Regions from separate parts of the Sus scrofa genome. Here region 1 is linked to region 2. Evidence: chromatin contacts called from public HiChIP or PLAC-seq data. All regions are on one chromosome and are shown on one strand. The core of a region is the stretch at or near the end of the contact, and the rest is flanking DNA. Distances in the headings are between cores, read along the strand shown. Region 1 holds the start of CNBD2 (cyclic nucleotide-binding domain-containing protein 2). Region 2 holds the start of ERGIC3 (endoplasmic reticulum-Golgi intermediate compartment protein 3).

Region 1 (6,902 bases), core at 2,383-4,882, 360 kb after region 2:
TCTGGTGTGGGAGGAAATGTTCAAGGAGTGTGCATGACATCTATGTTTTGCTTAATTTATCAGACAGCCACATTGTAATAACTGTGTGATGCTCGTCTGAAAAGGGAAGAAACAGGATGATTTTCGGTAGCTACAACTGTGAGGTATGGTGACTTAAATTATTTGGATTACCATTTTTTCTTTTCTGAAAGCACATCTGGGCATCACCTCTGGGGAAGCTGTAACTTTAAGGTAGTCAATCTCATGTTTTTATTAAAGATGGAAGCAGAAACTGAATTACCCTAATTTTGCCAAGTGGCCATTGTTGGGTTTATTGTATGCTTTTTGTAAAGGAAATAATCCCATTTCACTCATTGTCACTTTTGTCCTTAGGGAGGCAGAGATGACTCCAAGTTCTGATAAAGTGTGCTTCCCTAATTTAAAGCCATGTTGCGGGACTCTATCCCCACTTCCTGGGTCAAGTTGAATTAACCGCAAGTTGGAGCACTGGAAACTGTTATTTGCAAATATTACTGTTACCATTTAGAAATATGTACACTACCTAAGTTTTCTTTTGAGAAAAACCATCCACCTATTTAAAAAAAAAAAAAAAATTGCCTTGACACAAGCAGTTCTGGTTTGACTAATCATTTTGTTTCTTTAAGTAATGAGTGTATGCAAGGTGGACCCTTGATCAGCCAACATTGCACTGTGGATACATATCTGTTTACGCTATTAGAACAGAAGGCGCTGTATATAGAAATGTTGCTTTGAAGCAATATTTGCAAAACATGCAAACTTCTGTATCTGTATTTGGAAAAAAATAAAGCAGGTTTTTGTTGCTATGTTTCAGTCATTTGTTTTTGAATTATAGTTCTCTACCCTATTTTTAATGTGCATTAATTTTCTATAAACATTATCTTTTAAAGGAATTCTTTTACATTCTAAATAGATTTATCTTCTGCAGGGAGGCAGATGCAAGCTCAAATCCAAAATCCCAAGGAAGTATGCAAAATACTTTGGAATTCATTTAAGTGTCTTTAGTAATTTATTTTTTATTCTTTTCTTTTTTTGCTTTTTGGGGCCGCACTCTTGGCATAGGGAGGTTCCCAGGCTAGGGGTCCAGTGGGAGCTACAGCTGCTGGCCTTCCTCACAACCACAGCCACCTCAGGTCCGAGCCATGTCTGCAGCCTACAGCTCACGGCAACGCCAGATCCTTAACCCACTGATCGAGGCCAGGGATCAAACCCGCAACCTCACAGTTCCTAGTTAGATTCGTTTCTGCTGAGCCATGACGGGAACTCCAGTGTCTTTAATATTAAAAAGTAAAATGACCCTTACCAGCCTCTAGCCCAATCTGGCAGATGTACTGTGGTGAGCTACAGGCTTAGCTTTTTGTTGAAAGTGGTGCAGGGAAGACAAGTCTGGCCTTTCTTACATTAAAAGATGGCACCCACTGCAACTAGGACCCTTCTGAGACCAATCCAGTCTGTGAACCCTAATGAAACTCTTTCCTGGGTGGGCAGAAGACTCAAGGAACAGAGTAGGCTTTAGGGTTATATTGCAGAGCTTCCCTATTACTTACTAAATTCCTTCTTCCCTTCCTGAACAATTAGGGAAGCAGTTGGAGAGACATTAAAATGAGTAGCTCCAGCAGCGTAATCCATTAGTTCACACTATATCTGCCCCTTAAATCATTTGTGAGGCCTAAAATTTGTTAAGGTGAGTTTGGAGGCCTAAACCAGACTCACAAACAGTAATAACTAGCCTATCTCTGTAAGGACCTGCGCTAAAACAATTACTAAAATAGCCTGATGGATTTCCCATTGTGGCTCAGCGGAAACGAATCTGACTAGTATCCATGAAGATGCAGGTTTGATCCCTGGCCTCTCTCAGTGGGTCGAGAATCTGGAGAGCTCAGGTGTAGGTCACAGACATGGCTCAGATCATGATAGGGATAGAGTAGGCCTGGGTGGTTGTAGAAGTCCCAGTAGGGAAAGAAGGAAACCTGGGGGACGTTGGGAGAAAGCCATCAGAACAAGGCTTGCTGGTTAGACGGGTGGAGGTGCGAGAATTGCCTCAGGTCCTCAGGTGGGGGATGCGCAGAGGCCTGCATTCAGATTCAGATCAAGAGCAAGAGTTTGAGGACCGCCCTTCAGCTGATTTGAATACACACCTTATCAGATACTAAGGAGGAGCTACTTCTCCCAGGAAGGAAGAGGCGGGCCTTTCCAATCCCACTTTCCATGGATGATAAAACTGGCCCACAGTATCCTCCAGGGTGAAGCTTGCTCACCTGCCCGCTTGCTTCTCTCACAAGCGTCCTATCCTAATAAATCTGTTTCTTGCCTATTAAAAAAAAAAAAAATAGCCTGATGAATTGGGCCTTTGGGGAAGCCAGTGCCCAAAGGGCAGGCAGGTGGGACAAGTAGTTTGGCAGTATTGATACAGCAATGGCCACTTAAACGAGTATTTAGTAGAGCTAACAATTTGTCTGCACCATCCCACAGTCATAAGGTAAGACTATAACCATCATCTACCCTCTTAGGTAGGAAAACAAGCTCAAATTCCAGCTAGTGAGAGGGTAGAGCGAATACGGAACCCAGGCTGCTGGACCCACATTACCAAACAAAGGAAACCCAAGTGGGGTCCTAGGGAACGCGCAGGAGAAAATTTCCCAGATGTGGAGGCCCAAGCCTAGCCAACCCAATGATTCCACAAAACCTACGAAGGTCAAGTGAATAAGAAAGGCTTTATTCTCATGAGCTCCCAACTTGATTTCGCCACCAGTCAGAAAGGTTGGAAATAGGCTCGGGGAAATAAACATTGCAAAGGACGACCGAAAAGGACACTCGAGACTGCAGGAACAGCCAAAACTCGTTTTTCATTAACGCAGAATGGAGAGCCGGGCCGCCGGCAGCCCGGCTGCTCAGCCTGTAATGCGTACGTCTGTGCGGCGGCGAAGCCGCCGGGCCCGCGCCGCCTCGGGCAGGATGGCGAGCAGCTGCTCTTGCACCAGCATCTCCACGATCTGCTCCTTCGTGCGGATGTCGGGCCGCAGCCACTGGCGGGAAAGCTCCCGCAGCTGCCGGAACGCTTCCCGCGGGCCTGCCGCGTCTTGGTAGCGGAACTGCCGGAATCGCTGGCGGAACGTCTCTGGGCCGGGCCGGGAACCGCCAGGGCCTGGGGGTGAGCGCGGAGCTGCTTCGGCAAACGACGCGGAGCCCAGGGCTGCGGGCCCGAGGGGCAGCTCCAGGGAGGCGGAGGCGGCCGAGTGAGGCGTAGGATTCTCTTCGGCGACCTCGGCCTTGGGGCTGGAGGGCTTGGGGGCAGGCGGTGGGGCCTCAGGAGTCGAGAAGGAGTCCGCAGAGTCACGCTCCGGGCCTGAGCTCGGGCCGGCCCCTTCTTCTTTCCCCAACGGCAGCGCGAGACTCCCGGTAGCCGCCAAGCTCAGCTCGGTGGCCGCCATAACTCCGCTACGGACGTCACTCTTTGTCCCGCAGCTGAGGGCGCGGCACTACGTCTGCGCGGGGGCTGGGTAAGGAGGGAGACGTTTCCGCTAGAGGGCGGAGTCCGCGAGACCCTGAGGGAGGCGGGCGGGGGGCGCCGTGAGCTTACCAGCGCCGGCGAAGCGGCTGGGGCGGCCGGAAGTGGTCGTCCCCGCTGGCTTCTCTATGATGACCTCGGTGCGCGAGCGCCCGGAAGCCGAGTCTGGGCTCGAGGACGCGGCGCCCCCTCGCGTTCGCGAGTCCCGCCAGGAGGCGGCGGCCACAGCAGGGCACCCGGCTAATCTAAGCGTGCAATGGTCAGTTCGGGATGGTGGCGCCTCCGAGCACCAGTTCGAGGAGAAGGAGGAGGCGGGGAAGGAACCCGAGGAGGTGTCGGAGGATGACTCTGAGGAGGAGAACTCTGAGGAGGAGTTGGAGGAGGAGTCGGGGGAGGAGCCGGTGCCGGAACGCCTACTCAGGCCCAAGGAGGAGGGGCCCAAAAGGGTCATCATGCGACTTGGTGGCTTCGGCCGGCAGGTGACCTGCGCCGCCCCTGCCTCTGCATGCGCACCTTTTTACCCGACCCTAATTGGGATGAAGGCGAGCCAGAGCTCGCGGGGTCTGGGGCCCAGCAGGTGGCAGAGAAGGGACGGCGGGATGACTGTCAGGCATTAGGGGGAGGGCCCAACTCGGGAAAGTTCTTTCGCTCAGTCGAAAGAGGGCAGTACACCTGCCTGGTAGAGGGAGTGACACAGATAACGTGTGTAAGATCCTCAGCACACAGAGTAAAACTTGCCCTTCTCATGGCACAAAGTAAATGCTGAAGAACTTTTTTTTTTTTTTTTTTTTTTTGCGTGTCCTCTGGAATCAAGGGACAGGTGGCGCTGTAGGTTTTGCTTTTAATTTTAGGATTACTAAATAGACTAAATGTGTACTGCCATATAGTGGTCACTAGGTATGTATGCTTACCTCGTTAGTTCTTGAAATGTGGCTAGTCAGAAAGGGAATGTCCTGTAACGTGACATATATACAGGACTTGGTATGAAAAAGATAAAGTGTCGCCGTAATTTTTTCTGTTGTTACATGTTGGATTGATAATATTTTGCATATATTGAGTCAAATAAAATATATAATTCAGGATTTCCTGTCGTGGCTCAGTGGTTAATGAATCCACCTAGCATCCATGAGGACACAGGTTCGATCCCTGGCCTTGCTCAATGGATTAAGGATCCTGCATTGCTGTGAGCTGTGGTGTAGGTTGCAGATGCCGCTGGGATCCTGTGTGGCTGTGGCTGTGGCTTAGGCCAGTAGCTACAGTTCCGATTCGACCCCTAGTCTGGAAACCTCCATATGCCATGGGTACTAAATATATATATATATGTATATAAATGTCAAATTTCATGTGTGTCATTTTACTTTTTAAATGTGACCTACTAGAAAACTATTTTTTATGGGGGGGGGCGCACCTACAGCATATGGAAGTTCCTAGGCTAGGGGTGGAATCTGAGCTGCAGTGCCAGCCTAAGCCACAGCCACAGCAATGCCAGATCCCAAGCTGCCTATGTGGCCTACACCAGATCCTTAACCCACTGAATGAGACCAGGGATGGAACCTGCATCATCACAGATACTAGTTGGGTTCTTAACCCACTGAGGCACAACGGGAAATCCAAAAACTTTAAATTATATATATGGCTTCCATTACATATATGTTGAAAAGTAAAACTGTGCTACCCTGTTGGAATTAGGCTGCCTTGGTGGAATCCCAATCTATTTGCCATAGGCCAGAGTTGTTGAGAGGATTAAATAGTAAAGACTTTGGAAAGAAAGGGCTGTTTAAATATTTGTCTTCATTAAACTGCTGTTTCTGAGTTTTCTTGTCTGTACATTTTGGATGTAATAGAACTTATGTCATTAGTAGTTATGAAAAGTCAGTGAGATGATGCATGCTTTGTATCCCCATTTCACAGACAGGGAAACTAAGGAACGAGACGGGTCCCTTATGAAAGCTTTTTATGACACTTGCAGTCCCTTTGATTTCTGTGCAGAATGAATGGGCCGTTTAAACAACCATCAACATACTAGTGGCTCTGGTATAAAACTTGCCTCTCCCATAGGATGTACTCTTGCAAATGTGTTAAAATGGATCCTCACAGAACATTTTCCATAGCCTGAAAACCTTGCAAGTCATCACACTGGGCCTTTATTGTTTTTAGTTACTAACATGTAAAAACTGGGAGGTTTTGTGTGCAAATCTGGACTTCCAGCTTTTCTTGAAAAAGTGGACAAGCTGGCTACACTGGACCCACCCACATTCCTGCCTGTTAACAATTAGTAGGAGCTGTCTCCTTCCTTTAGACAAGATACTTTGTTCCAGTTAGCCTCAATCCCTACCACTCCCTATTGTTTCATGTTACCTTAACATTCAGAACAGTTCATTTCCTATTGCGCTCAGGTTGTTGTTTCCTTAGAGCCAATGTTCTGCTCTTTTTTATTTTTAGAGGTGGGAAAACAGGGGCCTGTAGTTTGTCATGCCTACCAACCTGGCAGTTGGCAGTTGGATTTGCTGCCCTACTTCCTGTGTGGTAACAGGCAGTCGGTATCCAGGGCTAAGGGAACACACCAAACCCTGCTGCAAGGATGAGGGGTCCTGGAAGTCTTCACTGAGGAGAGGACCTTAAGCCTTGGCTCAAGAAGAAGAAGGTTTGAGTTAGGGACATTCCAGGTAGAAGGCACTGCGGGCACCAAGGCATAGACTGAATGGGGGCAAAGCTTTGTGGAAATTGCAGGCTGGACACGGGAGTGGCTGGGGTCTGGGGAAGGAATGAGAGTTGACTGAAGTTGGAAGGTCAATTAGAGGGTAAATCATAAAGAGCCTAGAATTGCATGTTGAAAAATTGAATCCTTTTTGTCTTGCAGAAGGGAATGAACTCTTGTGTTACTGGGAATCATGATTGTTAGAGCTCTAGCCCATTTCTTTTTTTCCCTGTTTTCATTTATTTATGTATTTGTTATTAATGATTTTTATTTTTTCCATTATAGCTGATTTTAGCCCATTTTTTCTATCCCTATTGGAATCACAGAATATCTATTAGAGGTGGAAGGAGAGATCTTACAGATGTATTTGAAGATTTTAGAGATCTTCTAGTAGATCTTAGAGAGCTACTAGAAGGCGTGGAATGTTAGAATGGAAGGGACCTTAGAGATTAAATCCAAAAATCACATTCAGTTATTCTAAACTCTCTGGGTCAATAAACTCCCCAAATATATTTTTTTAAAGTTATAATACCTCTTACTAGAAGAAGGATGCACTAACATACTTCTGCATATAATTTCAGAGCCTTGAACCCACCCAGTGGGCTGAGGTTAAGTTTAAAATGTGTATATTTATATGTATTTCATTCTCCTGATTTTGCAGGTTAAGAAGTCAAGATA
Region 2 (7,002 bases), core at 4,207-6,706:
TTTCCAGAATTGAGTCTGTATGTTACTGGGACCAGAACCATTACAATTAATTCTCTCATTGGTCATTGTTTTGTGACCTTTGTAATGACTTAAATGGTGTTCTACAAATATTCAGAGAAGGTTCTTCCTTGAATGGATTGCACCATAGTGCAAATAAAGTATTTGCCTGAGACTCTTCTTAACCCAGTGCTTCTCAAACTTGAGCATGCATCAGGATCACATGGAAGACTTAACACAATGCTGGCCCTCATCCTCAGAGTTTCTGATTCGGTTTTTGGCATTTCTCCCAATTTCCCAGATGATGCCAATGCTGCTACTCCAGGGACCACCCTTTGAGAATCACTGCCATAGCTTAATGTATCCAGCCAGCAAAGTATTTAGCGGAGAACTGATTCCTTTATTAAAACATAAGCTCATATTTTAATCATATTTCTGGTTTCTGAAAAGGGGCTTATAACTTTTTCTTTCCACAGTGTGAGATATCTTCCTAACTGGTATCTCTGCTTCTGTTCTATCCCTTCTTCACACATCAACTGGCATGACTAATTCCCTGCTTGAATCCTTAAAATGACATCCCACTGTATCAGAACAAAATCCAGAATCCTCACTCATCTCACACATTTTCCAATTCTGGCTTTTTCCTGTTCCTAGAATTTTCCAAGTTCCATCTTGCCTCAGGACCTTTGCACTTACAGTTTCTCTTCCTGGAGCACATTACTCTCTCCTGCTTCTACCCTCACTTCACCTCCCTGGTTTCCTCCCTTTCTTTCAGGCTTATTTTATTTTTGTTTTTAGGGCCACACCTGCAGTATGTGGAAGTTCCCAAGCTAGGGGTCGAATCAGAGCCTATGACACCACAGCCACAGCAACGCAGGATCCCAGCCACACCTGCGACCTACACCACAGCTCATAGCAATGCCAGATCCCTAACTCACTGAGCGAGGCCAGGGGTTGAACCCGCATTCTCCTGGGTACTAGTCAGATTCATTTCTGCTGCACCACAACGGGAACTTCCAGGCTCATTTTATTTTATTTTATTTTTATTTTTAAATTTTTTTTTTTTTTTTTTTTTTTTTTTTTTGTCTTTTTACCATTTCTCAGGCCGCTCTCGCGGCCTATGGAGGTTCCCAGGCTAGGGGTCGAATCGGAGCTGTAGCCACCAGCCCACACCAGAGCCACAGCAACAAAGGATCTGAGCCGCGTCTGCAACCTACACCACAGCTCACGGCAATGCCGGATCCTTAACCCACTGAGCAAGGGCAGGGACCGAACCTGCAACCTCATGGTTCCTAGACGGATTCGTTAACCTCTGCGCCACGACGGGAACTCCCCAGGCTCATTTTAAATGTCATTCATTTGGGGCTCCTTCCCTGGCCCCCAGATTACTGAGATCCCAAAGAAGCTCTCCTACTTAGGCCCTGAGATAACCCCCACCCCCCACCCCGACACAGCTGTTATTATTCTTCCTTCTCAGGTGAAAGCAGTGGGGTTTCTACACTGCGACTATTGTTTTCAATCCAGATTCATTGAGATTTCTCCCAAGAAAAGCAGAACATGTAACAGCTACAAATTCATTTATTTAATGAGTTAGGAAATGTTCATTTATCAGGGTCTCGAACACAGTGAAGGAAGGCTGTGACTGGGCAGGATGAACCATGAAAGGGCCTGAAACCTTCCCCCTCTCTGATCAGGCTTGTAGGCTGCAGCTCCAGATGACCAGTGACCCTCTCTGCCTGCAACTCTATGGGCAGAGTGAGGCACTCCTGGGCGGGCCTCAGCTGCTTCCAAGGCTGGAGGATTCCCACCTCGAGGGGGAGGGCTGGAGCATCAGGGGGAAGCCTGACATTGTGAGAAGTTCCCAACTGGTCAGTGCCTTGGTCTCCTGTGACTTCTGTGTCATGGCCACCTGAAAGAATTCCAAAAAGGAAAGGAGTACCTAATTCTGGAATTCCTAAAACAGAAAATCCTCCACCCTTGTCCCTGTTACAGTTCCCTGTTTTTTCCTTCACTGTATAAGGCATATCCTGCTTTATTTAGGTAGTTTATTATTAATTAATTTTCTTTTTTTCAAAAGAATTTTATTGTGTTAAAATACATCTAAAACTTGCCATTTTAGCCATTTTTAAGTGTACAGTTCAGTGGTAGTTGTTGTTTCTCTCTCCCTCTCTCCCACTGAAAACTCCTGGGGGTAAGTATAACCGTGTGTCCTAATCACCACGGCATTTCTTTTCTTGTTTTATCCTTGCACCCGTGGCATGTGAAAGTTCCTAAGCCAGGTATCAAATCCGAACTGCAGCTGCAACCTGGAAAATAGGAAGAGCTTGATAAATGTATTGAAGAAGTGAAGGAGTGAGTCACTCAGCATGGAGCCCCACTGAGGGAGGGCTTGGAACTCAAACATGAATGTGAAACCAAGCAGGATCCTCTGGCGTTCCTGATACTAATCCTTTCTGTGTCTTCCCTGGCCCATTTCTCTGTAGAAAAAAAGCTTCATTCAGGAATTCCTATCGTGGCTCAGTGGTTAACGAGTCCAATTAGGAACCATAAGGTTTTGGGTTTGATCCCCGGCCTTGCTCGATGGGTTAAGGATCCGGCATCACCATGAGCTGTGGTGTAGGTTGCAGACGTGGCTCAGATCCTGCATTGCTGTGGCTCTGGCATGTGCTGGTGGCTACAGCTCGGATTCGACCCCTACCCTGGGAACCTGCATATGCTGTGGGTACGGCCATAGAAAAGATTAAAAAAAAAAACCCAAAAGAAAAAAAAAAAACCTTCATTCAGCCTCTGTGAGACCTTACCTGAGTTCCAAAGGACAGGTTAAAAGTTGCTAGTTAGGGAAGGGAGGGAATGCAGAAACCAGGGAGGAGCAGTCAAGAAGTGGGGGTGCAGCCATGGGGAAGGGTCCTGGTTCCTCCACCAGGAGCATGCATAACAACATCTTTGAGTTCTTCTGCAGGTGGAGGAAGGTAACTTCAGACTGAGCACAATATTGCTGGAGCACAGCCTTGTTACCTCAGGACCAACCAATCAGAGGAAAGTCACACACCCTGCACCCTTACCGCAAATTTTGCCTGCCTTTTCTGGGTCTAGCAGTGACCATCCTTTTAGGCCTTCTGTTTGGACCTTGTTGTTTCAACTGCTTACAAGGTTTATCTCTGGAGTTCCCTTTGTAGTTCAGCAATTGACAAACCTGACTAGGATCCATGAGGATGCAGGTTCGATCCCGGGCCTTCCTCAGTGGGTTAAGGATCCAGCGTTACCATAGGCTGTGATGAAGGTCGCAGATGTGGCTGGAATCCCGAGTCGCTGTGGCTATGGTTGTAGGCCAGCAGCTGCAGCTCCGATTGGATCCCTAGCCTGGGAACTTCCATATGCTGTGGGTGTGGCCCTAAAAACAAACAAACGAACCCCGCATGGTTTATCTCTGACAGGGCCAGCAGTTTCAGACTAAATTGTTAATACAAGAGTGGAAGGCAATTTCAGGCACGGAATCTTGATTTAGATCAGGTGAAGAGAGACTTCTATTCTACGAGGTAGGACTATGTCCACACCCAGCGGGCAGTAGCTACAGAAGAAAGAGACTTCTAACCCAGTTTCCAAGAAGTATCTTGAGTAGGAAGTCTCTCAAGAGAGAGTTGTTAGGGAACCATTGACCAAAACTACCCACCTTGGCCAAGCACAATAATAATGGTTTGCATGCGCTATCTCACAACAGGAGTTCTTGATAAGGAACAAACTAACCGGGAGAATCTGGGAGGGGCCAAAAGGAGGAAGGAGGTGCTGGTCCACAATATGTCCTACCAACTTCCCAGAAACCTTCATGCTGAAATCCATCTTCGCTGAGAGATGTGAGTACTGCCAGGAAGGACCCTAATACAGACCAAATACAGGTACAAGTAAGATGATTAACCAGAAACAACCTGGAAAGCTAACCCCATTATCATAAACCCTGAGACTGCTAGACACGTGGGAGTTCTCCTGTGTTCCCTTACCCTGCTGCCCTCTGCCCAGGTGCCCCTTTTCAATACTTTTGTTTTGTTAGTAGGTATGTCTCCTCAGACAATTGATTTCTGAGTGTTTTGACAAGAGCCCATTCTCAGGCCCTTGAAAGGGTCCCCCTTCTGGTAACAAATGGGCACAGAATGGACATGAGGCAGAAAGGAGAGGACAATTTCTGTTATGGTTGTCCCTAGGCATCTATCTGAGAATAAACTTCTCTTGCACTTGGTGATGGTAGCTAATGCATGGAAAAGACCCAGGCTCGGGAGACAGAAAAACCAGACTTTGGACCCCAGCTTTGCCCCATTAACTACCTCCATAACCTTGGGCAAAATCCATTTCTTTGCTTCCTCATCTATAAAGTAAGGTTTGAAATAGCACCTACTTCCCAGGGTTGTTCTGATGTAGAATGGATGACAGCAGTTGGCATATTGTCAGTTTTCAGTTAATATGAATTAGTCCTTTCCTTCTCCCCTTCCTGGCAAACTCCAGGGACAGAAGGGGGACTCAAGCTTCTCTTGAGTCAGACTACTACAAGGCACCCAGCTTGTGTCCCATCTCCTATCCCTGGAAGCGTTCCCTAACCCAGTTTATCAGTCACTTTTTCCCAGGAACTCTGCCCACTGTCTGCTGTACCATCTCTTATCAAAGCTCTGGTCTGGAGTTCCCGTGGTGTCTCTGTGGGTTAAGAACCTGATGTGTCAGGTTCAATTCCTGGCCTCGCTCAGTGGGTTAAGTCTCCTGCATTGCTACAAGCTGAGGCAGAGGTCACAGATGTGGCTCAGATCCAGTGTTGCTGAGGCTGTAGCAGAGGCCAGCAGCTGAAGCTCAGGTTCCACCCCTAGCCCAAGAACTTCCATATGCCACAGGTGCAAGCTAAAAAAAAAAGCTCCTGAAATGATGCCACTGAAATGATTTCACCATGCACCTCTACTAGCCATGCACTGAGAGGCTGTTTGGGTAAAATCAACCCAAAGGCCCTGGTCTCAGAGCACTTTGAGGTCCAGAAGTTTGGAACCAGGCCTTGCCAATTAATGCTGTGATTTAGGACAAGTTACTTAGCTTCTCCATGCCACAGTTTCTCCTCCAGAATATGGATATAAAAGTCACACCTAGGAGTTCCTGCTGTTGGACAGTGGGTTAAGAATCCAAGTGCAGCGGCTCAGGTAACTGTGGAGGCAGGAGTTGGATACCCAGCCCTGCCCTGTGGCTTAAAGAATCTGGCATTGAGAATCTGGCATTGTCGCAGCTTTGGCAAAGATTCAATCCCTGGCCTTGGGTGTAACCATTTAAAAAAAAAAAAAAAAGTCACATCTACTTTACAGGGGTGATTCTAAAATTCTAACTGCAATTCACCTGGGAACAATTCCTAGCGTTTCTGATTCAGCAGGTTTGTGTTAGGGCACGATAATTTGCGTCTCTGATTAGTTTCAGGTGATAATGAGGCTGCCGGTGGGGGACACTTTGAGAACCATTGTTCTAGGAGGTTCCAAGTTGTTCCAAGGGTCTGGTGTGAAACTCGGGGCGCAATTCCCGGCATAAGGTAAGTGAATGATGCTATTATTGTGCCTACGTAGCAGATTCCCCCTCGGGTTATCCTGCTCCAAATAAGGAACCCCACCCGCCCCACCGGAGCTCAAGATCCCGGCCTTGAAGGCAGCGCAGAACACAAATAAGACCGGCACCCAGAGGGCGGGGCGACCCGAGTGAGAACGCGAGAGAGGGGTGGGGCCAAGCGTGAGATTTTCTGCGCCTGCGTGAGGAAAGAGAGGGGGCGTAGCTCAAGCGCTCGGCCGGAAGCGGCAGGCCGCGGGGGCGGGTCCGCTGGCGTCCCCTTTCCGGCTGGTCCCCATGGAGGCGCTGGGGAAGCTGAAGCAGTTCGATGCCTACCCCAAGACTCTAGAGGACTTCCGGGTCAAGACCTGCGGGGGCGCCACGGGTAGGCCGTGGCGGGGTCAGGGTCGCTGGGAGAGAGGTCTCCTAGAGTTTGGCCGTGGCTCCTGGAACCTGCCCGGCCTGCTGGGGGCTGAGGGAGTGGAACAGAGGCCGTTCTGACTCTCGCTCTTTGCCCTGCAGTGACCATTGTCAGTGGCCTTCTCATGCTGCTACTCTTCCTGTCTGAGCTGCAGTATTACCTCACCACTGAGGTAAGGGGCGGTGCCTAGCACGTGGGCGGGGCTTGGCATTCTAGGAATATGAGATTTAGTGATGGGAAGAGGAAAGGAAAGGCTTGGGGCCAACTCTTACTGAGGTTGTGCTGCCCCAGGTGCATCCTGAACTCTACGTGGACAAGTCCCGGGGAGATAAACTGAAGATCAACATCGATGTGCTTTTCCCGCACATGCCTTGTGCCTGTGAGTACCTCGCCATAGGTGGGAATTGCAGGTTCCAGGGTTCTCAGGTGGGCCTCCAGGTTCAAGCCTCCAGTCTTAGGTTCCAGACTGGACCCCAGGACAACCTCCTTCCCCTCATCCACTGCTGCCCCAAGACAAGCCCAGCATCCCCTCACCCTCCAAAACCCAGATTCCCTGTCTTTAGGATCCCAGTCCCTTACCCTGACTTCCTGCTTCCAGATCTGAGCATCGATGCCATGGATGTAGCTGGGGAACAGCAGCTGGATGTAGAACACAACCTGTTCAAGCAGCGGCTAGATAAGGATGGCATCCCCGTGAGCTCAGAGGCGGAGCGTCATGGTAAATGGGGGCAAGAGGCCAGATATCAAATTCCAGAGCTGGGCTCTTCCAAGCCCTACTTTCTGGCAAGTGGGTGTGGCCAGCCCAGTGACAAAAGAAGCAACTAGAACCCACAGAAGTCAAGTGGCTTTGCCTAGGGTCCCCCCTCCCCCACCGGCCCCGTTAAGAATCAGAGTGGACTGAAATCCAGGTTTCCAGCCTGTATGTATTAAGAAGAGTACTCTACATGGCTGTCATTCTTAGCGGACCCCCAATCCCTGCTTATTGTGGTTTGAGTAACAGAAGTTTGAGGATCGGTTCTATGTGCTGT

The links. HiChIP or PLAC-seq counts read pairs in DNA pulled down with a chosen protein or histone mark.
Region 1: an H3K27ac HiChIP or PLAC-seq map of alveolar macrophages shows a contact between it and region 2. The contact joins the promoter of CNBD2 here to the promoter of ERGIC3 in region 2. A contact is called at or near these places in 1 of 5 promoter capture datasets (liver) and 1 of 2 datasets of contacts at active chromatin or transcription factors (alveolar macrophages).

What each region holds. Positions count from the first base shown.
Region 1 is chr17:39,241,743-39,248,644 of Sscrofa11.1, forward strand. It overlaps CNBD2 (cyclic nucleotide-binding domain-containing protein 2), which reads left to right and starts at 3,633. Exons shown (of 13, transcript XM_021077743.1): 1 at 3,633-4,005; 2 at 6,886-6,902. The coding sequence starts at 3,655. It overlaps SCAND1 (SCAN domain-containing protein 1), which reads right to left and starts at 3,886. Exons shown (of 1, transcript XM_003134419.4): 1 at 2,714-3,886. The coding sequence starts at 3,449. The coding sequence ends at 2,910. It overlaps PHF20 (PHD finger protein 20), which reads left to right. Exons shown (of 18, transcript XM_021078131.1): 18 at 1-831.
Region 2 is chr17:38,879,374-38,886,375 of Sscrofa11.1, forward strand. ERGIC3 (endoplasmic reticulum-Golgi intermediate compartment protein 3) reads left to right here and starts at 5,457. Exons shown (of 14, transcript XM_021078263.1): 1 at 5,457-5,542; 2 at 6,076-6,146; 3 at 6,266-6,353; 4 at 6,573-6,692. The coding sequence starts at 6,099.